2 separate regions of the Mus musculus genome follow, and region 2 is linked to region 1. Evidence: chromatin contacts called from public Hi-C data. All regions are on one chromosome and are shown on one strand. Each heading gives the region's core, a stretch centred on a gene start, on an enhancer-like site or on the middle of the called end of the contact. The rest is flanking DNA. Distances are from core to core; before and after follow the strand shown.

What was found. Hi-C and Micro-C count contacts between places; a contact is called where the count stands out from the background.
Region 2: a Hi-C map of CD8 T cells shows a contact between it and region 1, with 7 times the contacts expected there. The contact joins the promoter of Arl4a here to the promoter of Snx13 in region 1. A contact is called at or near these places in 2 of 484 Hi-C or Micro-C datasets (CD8 T cells and rod photoreceptor).

Annotation. Positions count from the first base shown.
Region 1 is chr12:35,044,091-35,050,551 of GRCm38.p6, forward strand. Snx13 (sorting nexin 13) reads left to right here and starts at 3,099. Exons shown (of 26, transcript NM_001014973.2): 1 at 3,099-3,321. The coding sequence starts at 3,307.
Region 2 is chr12:40,035,074-40,041,534 of GRCm38.p6, forward strand. Arl4a (ADP-ribosylation factor-like 4A) reads right to left here and starts at 2,914. Exons shown (of 2, transcript NM_001039515.1): 1 at 2,765-2,914; 2 at 1-1,760. The coding sequence starts at 1,673. The coding sequence ends at 1,071. It overlaps Arl4aos (ADP-ribosylation factor-like 4A, opposite strand), which reads left to right and starts at 3,004. Exons shown (of 3, transcript NR_166749.1): 1 at 3,004-3,432; 2 at 4,614-4,747; 3 at 5,032-6,225.

The sequences.
Region 1 (6,461 bases), core at 1,849-4,348:
ATTACCTCTTCTGGGCCATCCTCTGTCTGTTACTCAGGCTGACCCACACAGCTGTTAGCAGCAAACCCTCTGCCGTATCACGTGCTTCAAAAGAAAGCTTGTTTTGTTTTAAATTTCTTATCGGTAGTCCAGCAGCCTCCTATCTCAGACTTCCTCTAAACCAACTGGCAGGAATAGGACATCCTCAAGGTCATAGGGAATGGAGTTGTGACCCTTGCTAAATTGGGGGCTTACTTTGACTTTTAGAGTTGCTTGTGTAGGCAGTTTCTTCTCTAGCTACATAACTCAGATTCTGTAACTTTCTGCAAAAGCACATTTTGCTTTATTGCTTTAGCTAGAAAACTGATGTATATCCAACACTGCAATACTTTTGTACAACAACATTGTAAGATGGTCAAGAGAAACTAGGCCAATAATCCTGGCAAGATTGAAAACCCAAGGCCCTCCTTTGTTATAGTGAGTTCACGGCCAGTTGGAGGAACACACTGAGACTCTATGTAAAGACAAAGAGTAACAAGAAATCTAGAGATATAGTTGATGGGTAGAGCTCTATTTTAGCAGGCAACGAGGCCTAGGTTCATTCCTAGTGTCACCAGGAAAATACAAAGTCTGTCCTGACACCTGCTAGCTCTGCAGTGACTCAAAAATACAAAATAAGAGTATTCAAAATTAAGTTTTAAATATTTGAGTTTTCAACACAGAGGATTTGTTTCTAGCTTCCATTAGGGTATTTTCCTGAGGTCTCGTAGGAAATGGCTCACTATTCATGTAAGAAACATTGAACATCCACTCTGTGCCACATGCTGGTCCAGTGTTTGGGGGCATTGAGGCAGCATAGCTTGAATACATGATATTCCTGATTTCATGAAGCCTGTACTCTACTAGACGACAGAAAATAAGAAGGGAACCAGCAAGTATAAGTACTATGAGAAGGAGAACACAGCAAACAGAGAAGATGGTAGGTGAGGGGCAACACAGTAAATGTGAGCCCAGGGCAGGGTTCCTTGCTGGTACTGGTAAGAATTCTTCTGAATAGAGTCAATTGTACTAATTATTACTGTCTAGCTGTGCTAATTACTGTCACAGGACAGTGGGATGTCCAGTTATTACAGGAGCAGGGAGTGGGCCTGAGTTGTTAGAACAAACTGTGTAGTTGAAATAACTTGTGTGGGGTGTTGGAAGAGGTGTGTGTGGGCAGACAATCAGCACAGGATTTTTTTTAGGTCATACTCAAAGATTCTGGCTGGGAAATCTGATCGGAAGGACTAGGAATCTTGCTTTGTTCCCAGGCTTACAACGTTCTGAATGCTTAAGGCACACCCATGTCACAGCACAGGTTTGTGTGCAAATCCATTCTGCTTTCACAAGGGTCTCCCTTAGCTACGGATGGCCTTGAACTGGCTTTGCTTACTTATTTCTAACCTGACAGTAACCTTGTATTTCTAACTCTCCAGGCATCACAGCCCAAGTGCTGGGATCACAGGCATTTGTTGCTACACCTGACTTAAGTGGTCCTGGGGATTTAATGTTGGGCTCTGAGCATGTTCAGCTAGGGCTCCTAGTTTGTCACCTTTAAAAAAGGGAAAACATCTTATACAAAAGGAAATTGATGGAAAAAGTGGAACAGAATACCCAGGGAAGCCACCTAAATTACAGTTTTAATTCAATAGTCGGTATTTTAAACATTAATGAACCTTCTGCATTCTTATTTACAGGATGGAACAGTATCTTCTTTCAGGTTCCTTGTTGTCTCTTCTCTTGGTTTCTCTCAGTATTAACACAGTTTGCATTTTCCAATCTTGTTTCCTATTTATAGATTAATCTGCCAGTGCTTCAATTATATTTGGTTGTATTGCAGACGTTAGAATGCACTTGTTCCAGTAACAGAAAAATTATATATATATAAGTTGCCCAGTAAAAAACAAACAAAAAAACCCAACTTTGCTATAAACTCACTGAATGGAGCAGTCGGGGCTTTTCTTCAAAGTCTGTATGACATCTTAAATGAAATTTTATTTTGGGGGACAGAACAGAATAGAGATAACACAGGGTTTGTAATGCACTTGCTTTATTCACTGTGGTGAGAATGAGTACCTCCTTAAATTACATTTAGCACAATAGTACCATTGTTAAGTGCAGATTCCATCACAAAGGAAGTAACTACTGGCTTTAGTTTTCCACAATTTCTTTTATAAACTTTTTCTTCTTCTTTTTTTTTTTTCCCGGTAAGAATGAGATACAAGTGTTTTATTTTTCAAGCCCAAACACTTCTCAGTTTCACTGTAAATTGGTTTGTAACAGCAGAGGCATGAAAAGAAAACTACTTCACGGGCAATTCAGGAAGAAGCGAGTGATTTTTACTGTCATTCCTGTAGAAGTGGACCGAGATAGTTGTCACGGTATCAGCAGTTCTAGCCACAGAACTTCGGAGTTCAGTCTCATTTTATTCGTAACTACTTACAGAGACACATGCTGAAATGCGTTCACTGTGATATATAAACATATATATATATATATATTTTTTTTTTTTGAATTCCCAATAAAGCCATAGAGACTACAGCTACCGGGCAAAAGCTGCTTGATTTTTAAGACTATGAAAGAAACACTAAGCCTTCAGGCTTGAGCAGGTTCTGGCCAATCAGCAAAGCAGTAGCCCTTAACTCTGCCAGGATCGGGGTGAAGGCGATCTGCCCTGATCGCGTCTACAACCTGTCGCGCACCCAGCACAGGACTTACTGAGCGCTGGGAGCAACAGAGGCAAGTTTCGGCCGAAGTTTCGGAATGAGGCGCGGCGCGGGCGGCAGTTTCAGGTCACCGCGCTGCGGAGGGGACCGCAGCCGAGTGTCCCGAGCACTCTACGGGCTCCACAGGGTCGGGGAGACGCGAGATGCCAGTTTCTCCGCCGGCACCCAGCCTCCGCTGCGCCACCAGCCCGCAAACCCGCCACCACGGTGGCCCGGGATCCAGCCCGCAGAGGAGGTCCCGGGTCGCGCGCGGCCCAGCCCCCGCCGCCGACCCTGCGCGCGCCGGCGCCATGGAGACAGTCACAAGACGCTCGCGCCCGGCGCGCCAGCCAATGGGAGCGCACGTCGCGGGGAGACGCGGACGTCGCTCTTCCAAGATGGCGGCGCGTCCGTCGCGAGCAGCCGGGCCGGGGGGAAGCCAGCGAAGCCGAGTAAAGCCGCCGCCCGGGACAGGACTGAAGCAGCAGTTGCCGCCGTTGGCGGCGGCCCGGGCAGTTTCCGCTGCTGCTACGGCTATTGCCATGCGGCGAGGCTAGGGAGGACCTCACTCCCCCGGGGTGTAATGATGTTAACAGAGGTAAGCGGCGCCCACTGTTTACCTGAGAGGCGGGTGAGCGGCCGGCGCCAGCCCGCCCGTCACCGACGCCGCTCCCGGCGCTGGGCCCGACCGGAGCCGAGGCCCGGCCGGCCGGGCTGGCAGCCGCCGGGTTCCCACAAGTGCCACCGAGTGGGCGCGGTGCTGACTCGGCAGAGTTCCACCTCCTCCTGCCGCCGCTCCCCTTCGCCCGAGCTGTCGCTCCTTCCTGGAGTCCGCTCCGCCTGCCCCGAGGCGGTCGTGGTCCCCGCGTCCCGGTGCTGGCCCTTGTCGGTGTCCCCGGCTTGCAGGGCCCTTCCCCTCCCGGCTGGGTCGGGTCAACCTCCTGGCGGTGGCAGCCGGCCTGAGCCCTACATTGGCTGCTCCGCGAAGTGAGCCAGGTTCCTCCAGCCACACTCGCTGGCCTCGCGCCCTCCTCCCCTGCCCCCACATCCCGTCACGTTCCTTCAGTCCCTGATCCCAAAGTTCAGTTTGGCATCCACCTTCCTGACCCGCGGATGGCCCCCTTGCTTCTCTCTGTGGGAACAGTTTTTCTCATTTGACCTGAAATGGAAGTAGGGCAGCAACGACGAACCAATCAGTTTCCCCTTCCTTAGTGCCCACTGTCCAGTGCAAAAACCAGACGTTTGAAGAAGTAGAGTTTGCCTGCACTAGCAGTACTTTAGGGGGAAGAACTTAATCGGTGCAGCTAGTTTAGTGACCAGAGGTGACATAGCTGGGCGAATGGTCTATTGCAGGTGTTGGATGTCTGACGCTTGTAGATTGGATAAAATCCCAGAGGCTGCTCCCTTAAGGTTCTGTGAGGATCCTAATGTCAGGGACCGGTTTGAACATCTTTGGGAGCTGATGTGAGGGTACTAAACCACGTTGATGGTCACTGGGAAGCAGTCCTACACGGGCCAAAAAGGACATTTTGAAATGGAAACATTGGAAACAAGTGGATTTTACTGTGTGAAAAGCGATGGCACAATAGGACACACTGGGTTCTCCAAGTTTTGGGAACTCGTCTAACTAAGTGCCTTGTACCTTAGTATCTGTTTTCATCTGTGCCCAGATTCTGGCAAACACGACGTGCCTGGGAAACCCCTATTGGTTGATTGTTAACTTAGGAACTACACATTTCTAGGAGTTAGACGTTCACTTTACGTTTCCTAATTCTACATATTTCCGAAGTTACTTACATTGTCACAGACTATGGTTATACATTGTCCTTAGTTGTGGATTTAAAAAGCAAGTAGCATCCCAAGTTTATTTTACTCTGATACTTAAGTGAGCAGCTGCTCTTACATCAGTATTAGTAACTTTTCAGTGGTGTCTATAATATATTAGCATGAAATATCTTTTTGATAAAACTTATTAGAGTTTTGATCTTTTCACAGGAAACTAGTGTGCTAATACAAGGGTACTGTCTTGATTCGGATACCCAGAGAGGATTCTAAACATCTGCATTTTATAGGACTTAATGTTTCAGTGAAGCCTTTTAAACAGGTCAGAGATTGTAGTAAGCTGTCCTTATGCTGTGTGTGTACATCAGTCTTGTTAGTGGCAGAGCCAGTGTTCCAATGCTGGCAGTGCCTGTAGAGCTATTTTATCAAGCTAACTTGATTTTATTTATTTTATCAAGCTGCCGCTCCAAAGTGAGACTCAGATTAAATTGTACTTTGATCTCATCTCCGATTTTCCGTAGACATTTTATAGATAAGCAGACTGAAGCCCAGAGACTTGTCCAAGGTCAAACAGTTATTAGTGGAATAGTTGACACTAGAAATCACATCTCCTGACTCAGCTCAGAGACCAACTATTTTGCTGAGCTGCTTTTCAGCTTTCTTGACCAATTTTAAAACATCTTACTTCCTCATCTGAATATTGCCATTAGTTGAACAGAAAAGAATTCATTACTTAAGAGTTTTAGCTTGTCATTTTTTTATAAAGCCCCACCAACTCCCACTTTGAAATATTGTAGATACAAATGACTTTGTGTGTCTGCAAGTGATGCCTTACACCAGTCAGTGAGTCTTAGGACTTAGGGGATGTGATTGAATTGTTAGGTCTCAAATCTAATGTGATGCGCTTAAGAAAGGTTTTTTTACTTTTTTTATTACTCATGTTTAGCAGGCATTTCCCTGGTCAGAAGGCAGTGAGTTAGGGTAGGTGATATTGCCACTATTAGCTGTGTGACAAAACAGATTGAGAAGGTGAAAATAACTTGATTAAAAACCACAGAGTAAGAGTCACACTTAAGCCTTCTTATTTGAAGTTGTGTGGTGTGTTGTGACCTCCCACACAATGTAGGCCCCTCACCTCCCTCTCCTCTTACCCCTTCTTCCTTTTTCCTCCTTTCTCCCATCCCTGCCCTTTTTCTGTTGTTTCCACTTCTGAGATTGTCACTATGCAAGTCTGACATTGTCACTATGCTAGTCTATAAAGGAAGCAAAGTGGAGGTACACACATGATCATAATATCAACAATAATGATTCATATGAAAATACTCACTTTTGCATTTGTCAAATTACACATTAAATTGACACTTCAGGAATGAGATAACATGAGTTATTCATTAAGAGCTATTTTAAATAAGGTAAAAGGGAAAATTACTCAATTAAGCAAACTAATATCTACATTGCCCTTTGAAACCTGTTGATGATAACAGTGTGAATGAAAGTATAGGTCTAGTTAGGCAGTTCTCATTTTTAACTTTTTGGCTTCATTTTTTTTTTTTTTTACTTTTTAGTACTTTTTAGTGTGGTTGAATTATTTGGAAGATTCTCTGTTCATTTTGTGTATTTGTGTATCTTTCTATTTTCCATCATGCATGAGACAGGTACTTTTAATTTCCAGTTAAGATTTCTTCCTTTTTGTCACTGTATGACTTACTATTTTTTAATGTTTCTCCTATAACATTTGCAGAAATTTATTTGAAATATTTGACAATTATTTGCTTTATATTTTCTGGCTTTCTGCTTATGAATAGTAAACTTTACATCTCAAAATTGGGGCTTTTTTAATGTCAGAGTTTGTTTTAATTAGTGTGAATTTCCTCAGTATTAAAATATTGTTAAAAATCACTGAATTTCATTAGTAAACTTAAAATTTTCTTAATAGTTCAGAAGCTATACTGATTC
Region 2 (6,461 bases), core at 1,664-4,163, 5.0 Mb after region 1:
AAAAAAATTAAAGCTCAGAGCACATACTGAAAGGTACCTTACATTTTCATTCCACGGTGTATCAAGTAATTATAAAGCTTTCATTTCTCCCAAAATGCTACAAAAATATATGAAAAAAATCCGTTTCCATCCGGTAAATAGTAACAAAACAAGTATCTTTTAACTAGATCATTTAGAGACTATGTATTACAGTAATTCCCTCTAACTGAATTCACCACCACTTTCTCTATAAATCCATTCATGTATTCAAGCATATGTATTTAGTCAACATACTCATATTTACATCAGTCATTTTTTAGGTTCAAGTAATAGTGCGCTTCTGACAATGAACTATTTCTACAATAGCTCCAAGACCCCAAAATGTTGTTTTAAACCTGTGTAGACAGATGCATAGCTATTTCTAAAAACTATACACCAAAACATGCTTGTCAGGAAAACTAACCCATGCACTTGAATATACCCCAAATATTTTAATTAATGCTAGACCAACTAAATTAAACATTTTCTAGAATTAAAGAGATAGCATTAAATTGTTTCCAGAATAACGTTAAAAACCACCTTGTCAAAACCTCCAGAAAAAATACTTCCTTCTTATCGCAGCGTGTTCAACTTAGCTGTGTGTGCATGTGTACACACTGATCTCCCTTAACATTTCCATTCATTAGCATTTTGTGTTTACAAAGCCTCGTTTGCAATTTCTTGGCAAAGGCTTCCCCCCAAAAGATACAAGCACAAAACACTAGGGCATACACTCTTCAAAGTTTTATTTCACTAACTTCAGGTCAAATTTCCACAAAATTGTTTTCTGGTCAATTACTAGCCTTTTTTGACTTCCCAAAATGGTAGTACCAAAAGATTTGTGGGTCAGGGAGAAGAGACCACTTTAAGAAGCATTGCATTGACTCATCTTCCACAAGGCAACAGAGTTGGGTATCTGACTGTTCAACAAAACAAAGCTTTAATAGCATCCATGAGGGCAGACAGGCAAACCAGGCTGTAGACACTCTTCAGCTTGTCAGAAATCAGACCCAGGAAAACCTATTCCACACCAATATAAAAGGTACTGCCATTCATCTCTTCTTTTTCTGTTGCCGCAACATTTTTCTCCTTTTAATTATCATATCATGTAGTTTCTCGAGTCCTTCCTTTAGCCCATCTCCTATGATTGCACAGGTGGGCTGCAAATGCCAAGGAGTCGATGAGCTCAGTTCCCCCATTGCTAACAACTTCTCAATCTCTGAGAGAGAGAGCGAGTTCCTCAGGTCTTGTTTATTAGCAACTATAAGCACAGGGACTCCCTGATTTTCGGATATCCTAGTTATTTTATGAAGTTCAGTTTTGGCTTCTTCCATTCTCTCAACATCGACAGAGTCCACCACAAACACAATACCATCTGTGCATCGGGTGTATGACTTCCACAGTGGTCTTAACTTCTCTTGACCACCTACATCCCAGAAGTGAAAAGTGACTGTTTTGGAATTGCCCAAGGTTACCTTAATTTTCTCAGTGTTAAATCCTTTGGTAGGTACGGTATTTACAAATTCGTTGAACTGCAGCCTGTATAAAACTGTTGTCTTTCCAGCACAGTCCAAACCCAGAATAACAATGTGAAAGGACTGAAAGGACGGCAGGCTGGACAGGATGGAAGTCTGGTCTGACAGTCCATTCCCCATTTCCAGCTGCAAATGGTGTCTCAAACTGAACGCGTTCTTCTTATCTGCTTACAATTTCTCTTCCTGGGTGATCGGGCTACGCGATTGCTGGGGAGGAAATGAGTAAGTTATTACTGTGAGCACATTAAAAATGGGGTTTCTCTACTTTCGCCAAAAATAAGCACATGAGGGACTTAATAAAACTTGCTGTGAGTAAACACACCAGATGAGGTAGTAGATGTATTCAATCCAAAACAAACGATGCCTAACTGTCACCCAAAGGCTTTCTTCGATCCACTCTAACTGCAGTAACGTGTACTTTTCTCTATTCTCTACGATCCCCGAACCTCAAAAGCTCATTCTGAAGACAACCCAGGCGCCACTATCTGGTGCCGGTCACCGTATCCACCACTAAAGTGCCTTTTCTTAGCAGAAAACTCAAAAAAAGCAGCCCTATCTGGGAGATCTAACCAGGCACGTCTCACCCGGCACCCAGGCTCACTTTCCTGGCTCCGTCCCCGCTACCAAAGCTCTCACCTCCCGGGCTGGAGTCGGGATTCCAATGGAGGGACATTGGCTGATGTGTCTCTCTCTCTCTCCCCGCGAGGAACACGCCACAGCTCCTCTCAACCGAGACCTCCGCGCCGCTCTGGCGGACGCCCCACAGGGAAGCCCAGACTCGGCCTCTGGCCACGCCCACCCTCACGGCCCACCCAGGCCCCGCGATCCCATTGGTCAGCGCGTCAGGGCCGCCCTGCCACTCCCGCCCCGGCGCCCTAATTGGCAAGGGTGCCTGCCACTCCCAGGGCGGCAGCGCCAGGGCTCGCTCTCGGCCCTCCGGCACCACCTGTTGCCCTGAGTGGGAAACGAGCAGGCATCGCAAAGGACGCCGAGCCCCTGCTGCAGGTCCGGTCGCTCGGCCGCCTCGCGCACCTGCAGCATGGGCCACGGTGACGCGGCCCTACGCGGCGGGAGCGGCCCACCGCGCCTCAGCTCGCCGTGCGCCCAGGCTCGCTGGGCCGCGCCAGCCCCTCTACACACCGAACGCCTCCGGCAATACTGCCTCCGCCCCGCCGCAGGCCTCTTCTCCAACATGACCCCGCGCCACTCACCTGGCTGACGGTCCTCCGTCGTCCCGCCTCCGCGGCTGTCAGCCGCCGGGGAGTCTGTCCCCGGGCAGCGGCGAGGCCTGACGGCGGCCGGGCCGACGCCGCGCGCCAGCCGGGCTAACGGTGCTCGCCAGCCTCGCTCCGGGCCGCGGCTCCGCCCCTCGCGCCGCGCCTGCCCGCGGGGGTCGCGCGCGCGCGTGCTGGCCGCGTCTCCTAGCAACGCCCAAACAAGGTCACGTTCCAACCCTTTCGGCGCCCGCCGCCGGCGCAGACGGGCGGGGCTTCGGCCGCGGGTTCTCGGTCTTTCTGCCGCCCCAGGCTGGGTGCGGGAGGGCGTCGCCGGTACCGCCCCTCTTCCTGTCACCCTAGGGCGGCCTCTGGGCGACCGCGGTGTTGATTCAGGGTCCTTGATGTTGGAGGACACTGGCCGGGTGGGTCCCTTACGTCACGTCACAAGGCAGCCTGGGGGAGTCTGCGCTGCCGCCCTCCCTAGCATGTGCTGGCTAGGATGGTAGCCTACCTTTTGTAAGCCAAGCGCTACCTCCTAAGTGAGTCTACGCCCCACAAGTTGGAACAGGAACCAATGCCCCTATTAAGGAGGAAGAAACGCACTTTGGAAACGCTAAATATTTCCAGTAGCCCAAGAAGAACGGGTGATGAAGCTGCAGCTGGTAACTTATGACTAGTGGTAAAGCACATTGGGCTCCATAGTGTAATTGTGTACCACTATGTTTGGCCTTAGGAGGCAAACTGTCGTTTTTGTGAATATTCCAGTCTTTGTAAAAACAGAATGAACCAAATTGGTCATGAACCAATTATAAAACGTGACCAGCAATCTTTTAAAGATGTTTAGAAAAACAAACAAAGGGCATTTTAAAGCTTGGTAGAACCTACAAGAAATTTTTATCTGGAAGGCTATAATAATAGTGCAATTTAAAAGTGTATTTTAAACTAGATTCTGGCCAAGCACTTGAGAGGCAGAGGCAGGCAGATCTGGATGCTTCAGGGCCAGCCTGGTCTACATAGAGAGTTGCAGGCCAGCCAAGGCTACGTAGTAAACCGTGACTCAATAGATACATAGATAGATAGATAGATAGATAGATAGATAGATAGATAGATAGATAGATTGTAACTTTCCTAAGAAATTTCCTGATCTTAAAATTACCATAGCCAGTAGTATTTATTTTATGAATAGTAGAAAGGATTGGGCTTCTTTCTGTTGTTTTTGTTTCTTTGTGGTTTAGTTTTTCTGTTGTTTTGTTGTTTTGGTTTTCGGGGCTTGTTTGTTTGGGTTTGGGGTTTTTTGTTTTGTTTTGGTTTGGTTTTTGGTTTTGTTTGTTTGATTTTTGGTTTTGGTTTTCAAGATAGGGTTTCTCTATGTAGCCCTGGACCAGGCTGGAATCAAACTCAGAAATTTGCCTGCCTCTGCCTCCCAAGTGCTGGGATTAAAGGCATGCACCACCCTCACCACTGCTCACCTTATTTCCATTGTTTTTAATAGCTGATATAAAAATCTAAGGAATAATAAGCACAGTGCCTAGCTTTAAGACAGCATCATTAATTTAGGAAGAAAAATCTCAAATGGCATATTCTATAAAGTTATTGAATGTAATCTGAACTAAAGATTGTAACTAAGTATGGGCTCTCATTAGCCAGTTACAGTTATTAACATAAAAAGGGAGAAAAGCTTTTGTTCAAGAACTGCTCTCCTTGGGAATTTTAACAGAGATTCTTTATTAAGCTTGAATTGCTTGCAAATCTCCTTAAATAATTTAAGGTAAAACTGCACCATTTATAGTATTTTTGAGATCAAGATCCTACAGGTATTTCATGCTCGGTTCCATTTTTGCAGTCATAGACACAAAGCAGGTGAGATCTGACAACAGTGAGACTCCATCCAGCCTTGCAGAAAACATCTTGCTGAGCTGCACTTCAGTGTGTTACTCTGAGCTTTTGACTAGAACGGCCACTAGCAGCCTGCAGCCTGTGAGTTCAATTTGAGAGATAAGTATTTTTCACGTGTCTTTAAGAACTCCAACGGAAAGAAAGACTATTTAATATAGACAGACCATCTGTGCCCCTAAAAAGCTTCAATTATTTGGCATCTACTGCTATACAGAAAAGTGTTTTGTATGCTTTATCTATAAGCAATAATATCCATATAAAAACAGCAGCAAATGATTAAAAAGCCACAAAATTTCTGAATCCCACTCTTCATTTTGCTGCACGGAGCCCATGTAGGTGTTTTACTTAGGTGCTCTTTGTTCCAGAAGGAGTTACCTTTGTGCTGCAGTTGAAGACCTGCACTGCTGCATCCTGAGGTGTCCTGGAGAACATCTGGAGGGTCTGTGGGAGATTTTATTTTTTGAGGGCAGCACTGCCATCTGTTGTAATGTGTTTGAAACTACAGCTGTTAAGTTTGCATCTACCTAAATATGGGCAAGTTTGAAACTCTCCTGAGACACTGACAAGGTTAGGCAGACACTAGGGCCTGACAACTTTCACTTTTTAGTTTCAGTTCTCCAGACTCAGCTCAAGACCTCTCCTGTCAGAACCATCAAAAGAGGAAGCAGGGATTGATGATCATATTTAAGAAGGTGTTCTGATTAACTAATGACAAGCCATCTTGAGCAACTATTTTTAAAATGTATAAGTTTTCCTTTCCAATAACTATGCTGGTGAACTGACACTGTTTCCATTTTTAACCACATCTCCAATATCAGAACAGTTCTGATGTTTGTTCTCCCTCTAAGACAGAAAGCGTGAGGGTCCATTGCTGTTGTTCTCAAAATTTCTCAATGTACCCCAAGATTTCCCCTCTCGTTCTGACAGAGCTAAGGAGAAGGTCAGTGTGCCTGCTGGATACTGGTAGGTTAAAAAGATCATAATGCAAGAAGACTCTCACCCTTCAGTTTCTCTGAATCTTGTTCTATATTTTCTCTCCAGGAAACCTGCTCCAAATTCTGGTGCAGATCTCAGTAAAAAGGTTTTTATTAACAGGCTGAAGTGTTTCAATTCACTGGAATTGGCACACTACACATTGGAGCCAAACTACCATGGTTCAAGTCATGCTCTGTCAATGTTGACTAGTCTCTGATCTCTATTATATTAAGAAAGGTGAGGGCTGGAGAGATGGCTCAGCAGTTAAGAACACTAACTGCTCTTTCAAAGGCCCTGAGTTCAATTCCCAGCAACCACATGGTGGCTCACAACCACCCATAATGAGATCTGACATCCTCTTCTGGTGGGTCTGAATTCAACTACAGTGTACTTATGTATAATAAATACATCTTTGGATCAGAGTGAGCAGGGACTGAGAAAGCAGAGTTGACTGGAGCAAGCTGGGCCAATCAGAGTGAGCAGAGGTCCTAAAAATTTCATTCCCAACAACCATATGAAGGCTCACAACCATCTGTACAGCTACATTGTACTCACATACATAAAATAAAAAAATAAATATTGAAGAAGAAAGAAAAGAAAGACAGACAGAAAGAGAAAAGGAAAGAAAGGTGACCTTTCTCAATGTAGTCCTAATTTTTTTTTTGCCCTACACAGTTTTGCAGAGAAATATGAGTCACAGTATTAATGTGTATTTAATTTCTTATTTTACTTTATTGTAGCACAATAATATATAGAAAAATACAGATATGCAATTATATGTAAGTGAATATGCTCTGGACTTGCTTGTGCTGTGTACTCA